Regions from separate parts of the Zea mays genome. Here region 1 is linked to region 2. A link is a contact called in public Hi-C data. All regions are on one chromosome and are shown on one strand. Each heading gives the region's core, a stretch centred on a gene start, on an enhancer-like site or on the middle of the called end of the contact. The rest is flanking DNA. Distances are from core to core; before and after follow the strand shown. Region 1 holds the start of LOC100283809. Region 2 holds the start of LOC100193155 (U3 small nucleolar ribonucleoprotein protein IMP3-like).

Region 1 (6,939 bases), core at 4,208-6,707, 420 kb after region 2:
AAAGGAAAAGCATTTGAAATAGGGGGAGAAAATTTCAAATCTTGAAAATGCTTCTTTAAAATCTTATTCATATACCTTTGACTATTTGCAAAAGGATTTTGAAAAGAATTTTTCAAAGAATTTGCAAAAACAAAACTAGTTGTGCAAGCGTGGTCCAAAATGTTAAAAAGAAGAAAGCAATCCATGCATATCTTATAGAAGTTTTAAATTGGTTTAATTCCAAGCAACCTTTGCACTTACCTCATGCAAACTAGTTTAATTATGCACTTATATATTTGCTTTGGTTTGTGTTGGCATCAATCACCAAGAAGGGGGAGATTGAAAGGGAAATAGGGTCAAACATTTTCCTAATTGATTTTGGTGGTTGAATTGTCCAACACAAATAATTGGACTAACTAGTTTGCTCTAGATTATAAGTTCTACAGGTACCAAAGGTTCAACACAAACCAATAAAAAGTCCAAGATATGGTTCAAAAGAAAGGAGCAAAAAGAAATCGAAGACTGCCCTGGTCTGGCACACCGGACAGTGTCCGGTGCACCAGGGTGGATCAACTCAAACTCGCCACCTTCGGGTTTCTGGAAAAGTCACCCCGCTATAATTCACCGGACTGACCGGTGTAGCACCGGACTGTCCGATGTGCCTTGCGGAGCAACGTCTACTGCGCCAACGGTCGTCTGCAAAAGTGAACAGTGAACGCTACAGTGCGCGGACAGTTCGCGCAGAGTCAGAGCAGGCGCCAGAAGGCGCACTGGATAGTGAACAGTGACTGTCCGGTGGCCCAGGCTGTCAGAGCTCCAACGGTCGAACCCTAACGGTTGGGTGACGTGGCTGGCGCACCGGACTGTCCGGTGCGCCCATCGATAGACAGCCTCCCTAATGACCATTTTGGTGGTTGGGGCTATAAATACCCCCAACCACCACACTTCAAGGCATCCAAGTTTTTCAGCCATTGCATTCAATACAAGAGCTCTAGACTTCACTCCAAGACACAAAACAAAAGATCAAATCCTCTCCAAGTCCCAAACTCATTCCAAAGACTTAGTGGCTTGTGAGAGAGAGACATTTGTGTTCATTTGAGTTCTTGTCGCTTGGATCGCTTTTCTTCTTCCTCCATTCTTGTTCTCAAGCAATTTGTAATCAAGCAAGAGACACCAAGTTGTGGTGGTCCTTGTAAGGGGTCTAAGTGACCCGTTGATTAAGGAGAAAAGCTCACTCGGTCTAGGTGACCGTTTGAGAGAGGGAAAGGGTTGAAAGAGATCCGGTCTTTGTGACCACCTCAACGGGGAGTAGGTTTGCAAGAACCGAACCTCGGTAAAACAAATCACCGTGTCACACTCTTCATTTGCTTGTGATTTGTTTTCGCCCTCTCTTTTGGACTTAGTTTTATTTCTAACGCTAACCCGGCTTGTAGTTGTGCTTAAAGTTTATAAATTTTAGATTTGCCTATTCACCCCCCCCCTCTAGGCGACTTTCAGACATACCTTCATCATTTCAGTATGTAAGTACGAATATAAATATAAATATGAGCAAGAGTGTGAAAGAACACTAGAGAACGAAAGATGATGATCATATCCTCACAATTTATTTATATTCATATCCACATATAGGAATCAACATTAATGATATTTATAATACAATTGTACCTTCGTTTTGCCAGAAGGTAAGAATGCAAAGATGACGAGAGAAAGAGATTACAATTCAGCGTGAACAGTACGGTGTTACTGTTCATCTATTTATAGGCACGAGACGCAGCCCGGGTAAGATTACATTCATACCCCTGACATTTACTCTTAGTTATAATACAAGTTATCAAGGACTAAGTAGTCCTTTCCCCCTTAGGTCGGTTTCATCTTCCATCCAAGTCGAAGCTCCTTGAGCCACAGCTTCGGCGTCCATCCATGTCACCTTCGAGTTGTATATTCATATCACATGTATTTATCATGAGAGAACTTTCATCACAAAGCTGAAGCTTCCTGTAATAGTCTATATCATACTGAAAACAAATGGTTAGTCACATTTTTTTGGACCTTCGAAAAAGGAAGGCCCCCAACACTATTGGTACACATGAAGTATTATGCAGTCTCCGGACATATCACAGTATGGTCTTCGCAATCGCACCGAGGTGGAGACTCCAGTCGTCTATCTGTGGCTAAGTTCTTCTCCTCCTCTGTCATTGGTGGCGGGTTCGGCGGAGGAGGGACCCACCACTTAAAACGCTCTCACGTATTCCTCCCTCCCAACAATTATTGAAAAGGAGATAGCGAGGGTCAAACTTATCAGGATCGTCGATCCACTAAAAAAGCACCTCTCATGATCCTACAAGAATGGAACGAAACATTAGTACACATCTATAAAATAGTCAAAACAACGATGTGAAAAACTACATACATTAAAACGACCGCATGTGTAGAAGCAACGAGCAGCCGTATCTAGATGACTGGATTGAAATAACCATTCTGGCGGGCCACAATCACAATTAGGTACAGGAACATCAGGAGGAACATGAGCATCCTTGCTAGATGCATCACGATATTACTCTCGAGGACGACCTCTCTTTTGCCACAACATCTCCCGATACATGTCTTCCATCTACGAAACGGTTGTATATTAACACCCCTAGAGATACACCATGAATGATTTCAACTTATAAATAACTGGTATTCATAGCTTCAAAACCCTAAACCCACGATTCAAAAACTATCTAAGAAACCTTTATCACCATATCAACAATATGTCTTAGAAATCATAACTAATAGCAATTTGTTCACCACCATAAACTAATTAATCCAAACCCTAAGAAACCATACTAGGCAATATATATACCAAATGATTGCATAACAAATGAATCGGTGACACACCATACCTTGGTCTTCAAGCTATATGGACCGAATCAAAGCTTTCAAACTCGAATACGAAGATTCGAGCAACTCTTGGCGGTATTAATGAAGAGGGAAACAAGGGAGAGAAATGGCAGGGTGTGACTCTTGGCCAGGGAATGGGAGATTTATAATACAACCTAGCTTGGCGATCTGATTTTTGGCACGACACGAGCTAGGTGTCACGTCAGCTACCAGCTCGGCCTGCCAGCGCCAGCGCGAACCTCTGCTCGGCGCCACAGCCCATGGCATAGAGCAGTGTTACCTCGGTGCTAGGGCATATGGCACCGAGCAGAGGGTCCAAAACCGAGAATAGTTCCTCTAGGGGGCTAAATGTGAAATTTCTTCATAAAAAGTGGTAAAATGAAAAAAGGTACTTTTGCTTGGTTCTAGGTGGTTTCGTACAATGCACAACACCAGCCCAACGTCGGATAACAGAGCCTCCATGGATAGCGGATGTTTTGCTGGTCCTCTATTTTAGAGTTCCTTTTAGCGGTTGCTGCTGGACATGAAAAAGGCTGCATTCGCATACAGGTTGTTGCTGGAGCTAGTCTAACACCTCTACGTACAATCGTCCCGTTCTTTACCGGATGCACCCAGCTAGGGAGGAAAATGGCTAGGGCTTGATGCAGCTCGGCGAGGCGAGGCTCGGCTCGTGAGCCCGCAACGAGTCGAGCCTATTTTGTGAGCTCAGAAATTCCCCGAGCTGAACCGAGCTCGTGTGAGCTGGCCAACCAGAGTAGAGAGCTTGCACGATACGCCTGGGATAGGATGCGGCCTTGCGGCCCAACAGCTTATGCTCAATCCCAAATTCCCAATGCCCAAACCCTAAGCCTGAGGCTCTCTCCAATAGAGTCTGTAAAGGCTCCTCTAGCCTAAATATAGAGGATCGAATGATACTCTACTTTCTCCAACGGCGTCCTCTAAATGATCATCTAAATGTAGAGGATGTTGCTGAATTCTCTATATGTAGAGTTTCTCTAAACAGTCACTCTATCCATTTGAATACTTTAAACAACCGGTTTAGCAAAACTAAAATATGTACAATATATTTGAGAGTTTGACAAATATGTATGTACAAAAATTTAAAAATAAAAATGTCTCTAATGTAGTTATTTGTGTATAGAGGACGTGATTTAAAGAATGTTGTTGGAGAGCAAGACACATGTAGAGATATAGAGGATAAATAAAGAAGACGATTGAGTCTAACCGATTAAGCGAGGCGTGCCGCCGTCTGCTTCTTCTCTTCTCCGGGCACGCCACCGCCGTCGCCGCGCAGAGGGTTGCCTCCTTGCCGGTTGTCGAGGCGCCCTGCCATCCTACCTTAGGAGCGAAGATAAGCCCCTCACGGACGCACGAGCGCATGGCCTTCAACCCTGTTCGCCGAGGCCCCACACTGCTTTCTTGTTCAGGTGTAAGTGCAAGCCAGGCGACCAGTCAGCAATCGTGTGAGTGTGTGTCTGTGTGTCAGCAACAGTAAGCCAGGCAAGTGTTTACAAGCCATGCATCCAGCAAGGAGCATTGGAGCAAGTCAGCAACAACAAGCAGTAATGGCTTTGGCGTGTGACTATGTGAGTGTGACGATGTGTTATACTCCCTCCGTTTCTTTTTATTTGTCGCCTAATAGTTCAAATTTGTACTAACGGACGACATATATTAAGGAACGGAGGGAGTACAATACTGGTGAATTGGTGACCTGGTATGGTGGATAGGGGTCACATGACAGGTGATCAGGCATAGTGGCGTGTTGAGTGTGTTGCTGCTGCATAGTGCAGACTGAAATGAAGGTATGATATTATTGAATGCTGAGACTGAGTATAGAGTGAATTGAAGTATCGAGTGTGTGTACAGCAAGCCAGCAAGCTTACTCTTATGGAGTTATGGTTCTGTGTGTATGCTGCCTGCTGGATGTTTTTTCTTTGAATTATGAGCTACACTTTTGGTATTATATAATGCTCTATGGCTGTATACTGTGTTGCAAACTATAATTACAGTCTATAGTTATGGTGTGTGACTTTGTGTCCTGTGCAGCAAGCTATAATTTCATTTTATAGTTATGAACTTTCAATTTGTTCATGGACTATGATTGCTGCATTTTTTTTATTCTATTTGTAGTTTAGTTTTTTTTTATGAAGCCGAGTAGATAGCTCACGAGCCGGCTCACGAGAGTCGAGCCTCATTGGCGAGCTCGCCAAATCACTGAGCCGGCTCAGCCCAACAATATATGCCCCAGTTTGTTTCAGCTTTTTGCAGCTTCTGGCCACCAAAAGTTGCTACGGACTGCCAAACGCGTCAGCTTTTCAGTCAGCTTCTATAAAATTTGTTTAGATAAAAACTATTCAAAATCAATATAAACATATAATCGGTTGAGTTGTTGCAATAGTAGGAATCCGTCACTTTCTAGATCCTGAGCCCTATGAACATCTTTATCTTCCTCCGCACATAATCCTAATAATACTCAGATTCTTCCCACAGCCAGATTATCCTCACAGCCAGATTCTTAGAAAAGCTGGTCAGAACACAGCTGAACCAAACATGGCCCACGTCATATCGGGAGATTCAACACGCTATTTGTGACTTGTGAGAGCAAACCACACCAGTCACCAGCCTCATTGCCTCAACCCCAAACCAATCCGTCGCAGACACTCAAGGTCGCAGGATGCCGCCGCCGCGTGAGCACCACCAGCCCCAGGACGAAGAGGACGACGATACCGCAGGCGTTGTCAAGCTCATCAGCGCCGAGGGCTTCGAATTCGTTGTTGACAGGAAGGCCGCCATGGTCTCCAACACCCTCCGCAACATGCTCACATCCCCAGGTAGGGTACTCTTCACCTCTTCCATTCCCATCAGCGCGCCGTCCTCGCATCACATCCATCCCTCTCGTCTTCCCCACAGGCGGCTTCTCTGAGACGCGCCAGGGCGAGGTCCGCTTCCCAGAGATCCCCACCAACATCCTCGAGAAGATCTGCCAGTATTTCTATTGGTCGCTCCATTACTCCAGGTTCCTATGCTTACTTTCCACTTTCGACAATCGTCATCTTCTTTCCCCTTTCAGGCTTTCACCTGTAAGACAATAGCCCGCTTGTTACTTTTAGGCAGCCATTCACAGATTGCTTAACCAGTGAAATCTGTCATGGATTGATGCTATTTAGAATCTGTACTACGTTTTTCGGCTCTCCCTCTGCCCCCATTGTTCATTTATGAGTTCTGCAGTAGTTTCGTTTGCTGTAATAAATGCTTATACTAGTTCCTAAATGCCTAAAACTTCAGAGCAAAGGGCTTTCCGATGGATTTGATTTTACCCTCGGTATTCCCGCCACAGTTAGTGTTTAGGATAAAACAAAATATTTGCATCTAATAATCTAGTGAGAACCAGCAACTTCCATCATTCCATGGGTCTTTGTTGGAGTTCACATATTCTCATTGGGAATTATATCCACAAGAATTTGACACATGGCCCATCAGAAGATGGCCTTACTATGTTTTGTAGCATGCATCACTGTTCTGTCTTTTATGTCAATTGTTCAGTGGTTCAAAACACACAAGCGCGAGAATTTAGAATTTCACCTTCTAACGCAACAACTATTAATCTGATTTTAGAATGTTCTTCCACTTTTTTACCTAACTGTTCACATGGTATGATTAGTGTGACCTATTCAGAGAATGCAGAGCTGATTGCATCTTGTCTTATCTTTCTTTACTCTTCTTCTGGCTGGTGATTTACTGTTCATGCTTGTTAGAGTGTGTGTTATGTATGTGTAGGTGGGCTGGCACCGCTGTTGGGCTGCCGGCCTATTAGGGTTAGGGTTTGGGTTTCCCCTAGGTCTATATATATGTAACCATCCTCTATGCAATACAATAAGGGTTTCACAAATTCTTACATGGTATCGGCTAGGTTCACCCCTTCTCCCTCCCAACTCTCAGCCGCCAGCACCCCTACAGCCGCCGACCTCCTTCCCCACAGTTACCGCGCTGTCGTCCCCAGGAGACTCATCCTTCCCTCCCGGGGGCGGCACCCCCATTCAAGCTGCCAGCCTCCCCTCTCTCCCCTGGCCGGCACCA
Region 2 (7,098 bases), core at 3,911-6,410:
TGGATAGCATAAAGAAATACATTGTAGCAAAGAAGACTGTAAAGTGACCTATAAGTATAGCAAATGGTAGGGCGTAAGTTTTATAGGATGACGATTAGACCTGCTATATTGTATGGTGCAGAATATTGGCCTAATAAAAGACATGTTCAGTAAATAAGTGTTGTGAAAATATGTATGTTGTGTTAGATTTTTAGCAATACAAAAAGGGATCGAGTCTAGAACGATTATATATGTGATAGTCTAGGATTAGCAGTAGCATTAATTAAAGAAAAACTTGTCTAACACCACTTGAGATGGTTTAAACATGTCTAACAGAGATCTCTAGAGGCACCAGTGCATCGTGGGATCCTAAGATACAATAGCAATGGAAAAAAGATGCGGAGAATGGACAAAGTTGATATGGAAAGTAACAGTAAAAGAGACTTAACGATGGAATATATCTGAAGATCTAGCCTTAAATATGAGTATATTAAAAACAGCTATCAATTTGCTTAAACCTTGACTTAGGGGTTGTTTGTTTGGGATTATAATCCCAAACAAACTTATGGTTTTTATTGAAACTGTAGTCTACTCTACTCTAATTTATTTGAGACATAATTTTTTGTTGTCGCTGCTGCTTTGGGGCTGTAGGCTGCTGTATATTATTGTGGGTCTGACAATATTGACAGACCATTCCATGTACTGTAACTGCAGGCTGAAGAAATGTCCCGAAAATGGCATTTCGAAGGTGGTAAAGAAGCTAAGGAGAAGTCTGGCATCGTTAAAGAACTTTCAAGAATTTTGGGCTCCAGGACTCCCCCTGGTTGATCAACAATGACATACGGCTGTTGTAAATCCACCGTCCACTTTGTTGTATGCGTCCTTATCGTTTCCATATGTTTGTGTATAGGAAACAAAACATCCTGACATCTAGTTTGGATGTATATATTGGAGTATAGAATTGGAATTGGAATCAGCTTTTCTAAATTTTGTTGTTTGGTTGCACTTGGAATTTAGATTTGGAATCATAGGCCTAATTCACTGAAATTGGACTATAACTAGAACCCCCACTTTCAATACAAAGCTTCACCCATCGGTATTGTGTAGAATTAGACCGCACAAATTATAAACTTTAATTCAGTGACGTTTAAACAATATAATTAGAATTACATCTCATTTCATACATAATTTAGTATTCAATTTAATTTTATCCTCTCCAATATCGACATCCAAACGGAGCTTGAGATATGTATAATATCTAGTCTCATACCTCTGTTTGGGCTTTCCGATAGAGGAGATTGGGATGGTACATGCTTTCAAGTTTGAATCAGCATTTGACCGCATGGACTTGTCTGAACTGCCTGTTTCGTGGCATAATATTTTAAAGTTCGATGCCATAATTGGAATCTTGTAGGACCGAAGATATGAGAGCCATTCTGTTAGGCAAAGCTCGCTGCGTCGTAATCCATCCGTTTCGTAATCCATCCGTTTTAGTTTATAAGTCATTCTAATTTTATTGGTGAGTCCAGTTTGACTAAAATTATAAAAACAAAACCAAAAAATGAAATTCAGTAAATAAACGACGAAATATAACTAATGAAAATTCTAAGAAAATCTAATTAATGAAAAATCTAATAATACTTATCTTATACCATAAATATTATTATCTTATTATATACTTCATCCATCTCAAAATATAATTCTTTCTAACACTCTTTTTTTCGGTCCACGTTTAAAAGAATGATAATAAGTATAGACATACATACAAACTATAATTAAAGGTTAATTAATGAATGCATGTTTAGTCTCACATAAATTATATTTAGGATGAAGGGAGTATTAAATTTAAGATGTGTTGCCTCTGAACAAAAAATAAAATGACCTGTAGTTTGGAATGAAATGAGTATTTTATAATTGTAAATAACCTAAGCTTAAAATAGAAGTTTACAAGTAGTGTTGTACCGTCAAAAGGCGTATATAACACTGTTGTAAGTTCATGTCAATTGACAAAGCTTTTCATTATCAGTTTGCGCAAGGCATGTTTTGTTACAGTGCTTCTCTGGGATTATTTTCGCTTTCTTTGTTTTTCTTTGGCAATGCTCGTGAAAGTGAATTGAAGCGAACGTGTGTCGTGCATACGCAGCGATGTTTACCTTTTTTTTTTCTTTGGAAATGCCCGTGAAAGTGTGAGTTGAAGTGGAAGTGTGAATTGAAATCAGTCTATCGTTTACCTTTTATTTGTTAGCCAAACACTGGCTAGGAGCCTAGGCTGAAAGCGTCTGGCAGTAACAGCCGACTCCGCTGCTGCCATTATTAATGACCTATTGAAATTGTGGCGCTAAATTAATCTCTAGACGTAATAATGCCGGCAAGCACAAACGAACTGCAAAACGAAACATGGTGCAGGAATTTCAGACTAGGGGAAATCCGGGCAAACCCGCTCTTTAACAAAGACAATTGCACAACTACATCAGATATGAATTTATAATGTGCCTTCAACCAACCACAAAATTGCATCACATCTGCAGGTGCAATACAAATGCAAGTAGCCATGCAGAAGACAACTCCCACAGATTTGTTCAGAAAAGACCCATATGTGGCAGGCTTAAGATTACACTACTGACGGGCACATAAATTTCTGCAGAATTATTTTCTCAGAACATGGCATCATAATCATCTAATGCATCATTGTACTCCATGACCTTCCTCTTGATCTTTGAGGAATCCACCCAGGTGATGAAGTCCTCCATGTTTCTGGTCACAAGAAAGGCTGGGTCCGTGACTGCATCTGGACCGACACGCACGTGCCCCTGTTCGATGTACGTCACAGCCTCCTTAAGGTGCTCTGCAAACTTGAGCTTCACCATAACTGTTGCAAGTCTCCGCCTGCAAGAATTGAGTAAACAAGGTAAATGGAACTGCACATGTCATTGTTTCCTACTTGTTCTACCTTACCATAAAAGCGGCTAGCAAAGTGAATAATATGATATACTCTACCAAAGAGTTGCAGACCTTAGCCAAGAAAGAACACTTGAGCTGAAGTGAGATGGCTAGAACACAACATCCTATAAAGGAAAACAAACGTGCCAGATTGCTAGGGAGGAGAGGAAGAGGGAGAGGGAGGAAGAGACCTGCAGAAGGCGCTCACTGAAAGTTTCTCACACTTTAACAAGCTCTCTTTTGTTGAAATTACACCCATATTATACCTGAAATTTAAGTAGCTCCATCAGACCACAAAAATAAGTAGCTCACTGAATAGTGGTTTCTTTTAAAAAAATCAATCCATTGCCACAATCAGGGAACGACCACTATTACAGATGACAGGCAATGGCAATGAAGTCCAATGCAGATGAAGAAATTATGATAGTACTAGTGAAGTTCAATATTAAAAAAACTCGGCCGGTAAGGAAAATACTGCCCCCACAGTATTATGTTAAGAAGAATTTCAATCAGAGCCCCAGAAAGGTCAGAAAAGCTGCCCCCCATGCAACGGATGCGCCCCCTTTAGGACAGATCTTTACTCATGCTTTGAGCCCTCCTAGCCCCTACAAGAGGATCCGCCCCCATAGGTCAGTCCATCTCGCGTGCACACAACCATGGGAACCAGCGAGTGACCTTTTTTAACCTCAGCCTAAAATTCGCTCCCACTGGATTCGAACTCAGAACCTGAGGAGTGCTACTCAGACCACCTAACCAAATCGGCTAGAGACTCTTTCGCAGTGAAGTTCAATATTGGATTGTATGACCAGACATAGGAAGAATACAAACATATAATTAGAAATCTCATGATTTCAGATATCCAAGCAACCTTTGCCACAGTTACACTGGAGTAAGTTCTGAGGAACCAGTCAAACAATTCATATGTAGATACCTCAACACACTGAGGGTCCATTTGGAACGCAGGAAATATAATTAGAAATCTCATGATTTCAGATATCCAAGCAACCTTTGGCACATTTACACTGCAGTGAGTTCTGAGCAACCAGTCAAACAATTCATATGTAGATACCTCAACACACTGAGGGCCCATTTGAAACACAGAAATTTCACAAGAACCATCTCAATTTCACAGGAAAACACAGGATTCGAGAATGCAATTATAAAATGTTCCTATATATGTGAGGTAGTAAAGGAAACAGCAGTATGCCTTTCCTTACATACTACAAACAGGTACAGGTGAAGTTCAATACCGTTAACTCTACAAGCAGTCAAAGATACAATCAATAGCTACACAGGAGGCGAACTTGTAAGATTTTGGTACTTGAGGATGTAACCCCAGCTCAAAATTTACATAACCAATGGTATATACAATCTCACGATCAAGTAAAGTGAACTAGCAGTCTTACAGCTTATCGAGAATCAAGTCTGTCATCTGGATTCTGAAAGGGTCTCTTGGGTCCATCTGCTTTATGATGTTAACGAGCTTTTGCACCATTAAGCATATCCCATTGTACCTGCCACCCAACAGTCCAAAATTTTCAGTGTATCCTTGATCAAATGCTTCGTTGAGAATTCAACATAAAGCAATCCTACTACTGATCCAATACAAACTACAGAGATGATTAAACAGGCAAGCAAGAGATAGCGGGGATAGAAAAAACCCACTTCTTGTAGTCGTCCCTCTCCACGAGGCGGTAGCGCTGTGTGACGAGCGCCTCGCGGTGGCCGCCCTCCCTCTTGTACTCCAAGAAATTGTGCCTCTTGAGGAGCTTCTGCTCATGGAACTTGAGCTTCCTCATCTTCAACTTTACGCAGCAATCGAGAGAAAGCCGGGTTAAGAAAAATAACTGCCGGAAGAACAACACGAACAAGTAAGGCGAGGATTACTTGCCAACGATACAAGAAATAGACGTAATCAATTTAAGCCAGCGCAGTCAGTACCAGCAGAGGGCGAAGAGAGGAGCGCGACGCCTCTCGACAGAGAAGTGGTTTGGTTCGTTGTTTCCTGTCGCCGGCGGAAAAGTCGCCGATGAGGAGGCCCAAGAACTTTGGCGTCGCCGGCGGTAGAATGGAAAGGGGTGCAGCGGAGGGAGTGCGGTAGAATGTCGGGGCTCGGCCGTGCGAGCGTTATGCCGTGCGGCGGTGCTCTCGAAGTCGAGAGAAGGCAACAGGGCGTGCGGCGCGCGGCTGGGACACCTGTTGCCTGTTGACGCTGGACTCGATGACACCTAGGGTTTGATACATGGGCTGGCATTGTGGTTTGTGGGCATAAATTGATACTGGACCTAAATTTCAAGCACCGTAGGCGCCCGTGGGCTGAAACGGGTCCGCAAACGCTGGGCACCTGTTACCTGCGAGGAAAGAGGCAAAATTCCATACAAAAGTTAACTTTCAAAGCATCTCCAATATCCGAGAAAATGACCCCTAAAAATCAGTTTTAAAGGATATCTAAAAAATTTGTGGCGTAAATTTTAATCATTTCTCCAACAGATCCCTTAAAGCGGCAAATTATTTATAGGGAGCCCAAAAAACCCTATTTGTAGCTACAAATAAGGAAGTTTTAAGTGTTATGAAAAAGTTGGAAGCACTTTAAGGGAACTGTTGGAGACATGTTTTATGTTTTTCCCAAAAAATTGATTTAGGGGAGACTTCTGAGGAGCTCTTAGAGATGCTCTTATCCCCTCAACTAAAAAAAGGCGGCTACCATCTCCCAATTGCAATAGTTCTGTCAGGCTAACTCCAACAAGAATATACAAAGGAATCTAAATACGCATTTATGCAGTCCACCAAACGACGATACCCAAATGTTAACGTGTCCAACCCAAATGTTAATGTGTCCATCGAGCAAGTCTCCCGCCAAGCAAGTCTACGTAGCGAACGACCGAGGCCCCCGCCAAGTAAGTCTGTGAGGCGAAGCGGGCGACCAGCTTCCCCGTCGAGCAAGTCTAAGCGTCGAGCCAAAGCCACAAACATACATCGACCACGACAGTGCGTGGCGCCAGAAGCCCAGGCGATAAGACACAGACACAACTCTCCGACGAACTCAGCGCCGGAGCCTCTACAATAGCCGGTATGGCGGAAACGACAAGATAGGTGCCATATCGAATGGACCAATCCATACGCGCGGAAGGACAACTTGGGGCCCACAATGGCGGGAGGGAACCATGTTGTGTCAGTCGAGCCCCGAGACTCAACCATGGGGCCTGTCGCGCATCACCTCGGGGACATCATCCACAGACCCGCTGTAAGGACAGAAGCGACAGGTGGCGCCATGCCCAGGAGTGCTTCTTCGCATGACCAGGAGAAAGGGACCCGCTGCAACGGACAAAGGATTTCTTCTTTCTTTATTATCTCTCTAAAGAAATAGCAATGTAAGGTCAGGTCCTTAGGATATAAAAGGGAAAGACCCTCTTCCTCTGACAAAAGACACACAAGTACACCAGTTGTAACACACTCCAAGCAGTACTACGATCAACACTACAATGGAGTACAGTGTGAACTTGAACCAGTATGAACCGGTATAAACCCTGCGCCCCGAGTTCATCGTCCGAGTCCCTAAGACTCACCAACGAGGATTAGTCAGGACCTTGCGTGGTTCTGGATAACTCAATAAAAACATCGGCGTCATCCACGAGAGTTTGCATCTCTACCTTGCTCTTTAGCTTCCGTATTTATATTAAGCATTTAAGTTTCAATCTTGGCTTTATACTTATATTATTTAGGATTGGAACTTAGACATTACGGTAGAGATAGCAACACTTAGACAAAACCTAGTCTGCACATTCTAGTTTGATTATTTGCATAGGTTTTGCTCTAGGGATTTATTTGTGGCCTAGTTTAGTGAAACTTTTAGAAGTCCTAATCCACACCCTCTTAGGTGTCACATATTTTCTTCAATTGGTATCATAGCATGGTTTGTCTCATTTGAAACATTTTAGCTTCACCGTTAAAAGAGCCGACGCTTTTAGAGAAAGAGGATGGATACCCATAGGCCACCACACTTCGACGGCACAAACTTCCCATATTATATTGCTAGAATGGCTTGTTACCTATAGGTCGTTGATCTAGGTGTTTGGCGAGTCACTCGTGATAGGATGAAACCCCCCAAAAATCTCGAGAAACCCACCACGAGCGAGGGAAAAGAGATTCATTTAAATGCTAGAGCGAAAAATTACTTGT

Evidence for each region. Hi-C and Micro-C count contacts between places; a contact is called where the count stands out from the background.
Region 1: a contact with region 2 is called in a Hi-C map of tassel, with 1.7 times the contacts expected there. The contact joins the promoter of LOC100283809 here to the promoter of LOC100193155 in region 2. A contact is called at or near these places in 2 of 25 Hi-C or Micro-C datasets (ear and tassel).

The regions. Positions count from the first base shown.
Region 1 is chr6:126,041,464-126,048,402 of Zm-B73-REFERENCE-NAM-5.0, forward strand. LOC100283809 reads left to right here and starts at 5,458. Exons shown (of 3, transcript NM_001156707.2): 1 at 5,458-5,693; 2 at 5,773-5,878. The coding sequence starts at 5,537.
Region 2 is chr6:125,622,754-125,629,851 of Zm-B73-REFERENCE-NAM-5.0, forward strand. It overlaps LOC100193155 (U3 small nucleolar ribonucleoprotein protein IMP3-like), which reads right to left and starts at 5,161. Exons shown (of 5, transcript NM_001416316.1): 1 at 4,861-5,161; 2 at 4,585-4,724; 3 at 4,326-4,433; 4 at 3,111-3,185; 5 at 2,389-2,865. The coding sequence starts at 4,718. The coding sequence ends at 2,634. LOC100276401 reads left to right here. Exons shown (of 5, transcript NM_001150206.1): 5 at 694-955. The coding sequence ends at 807.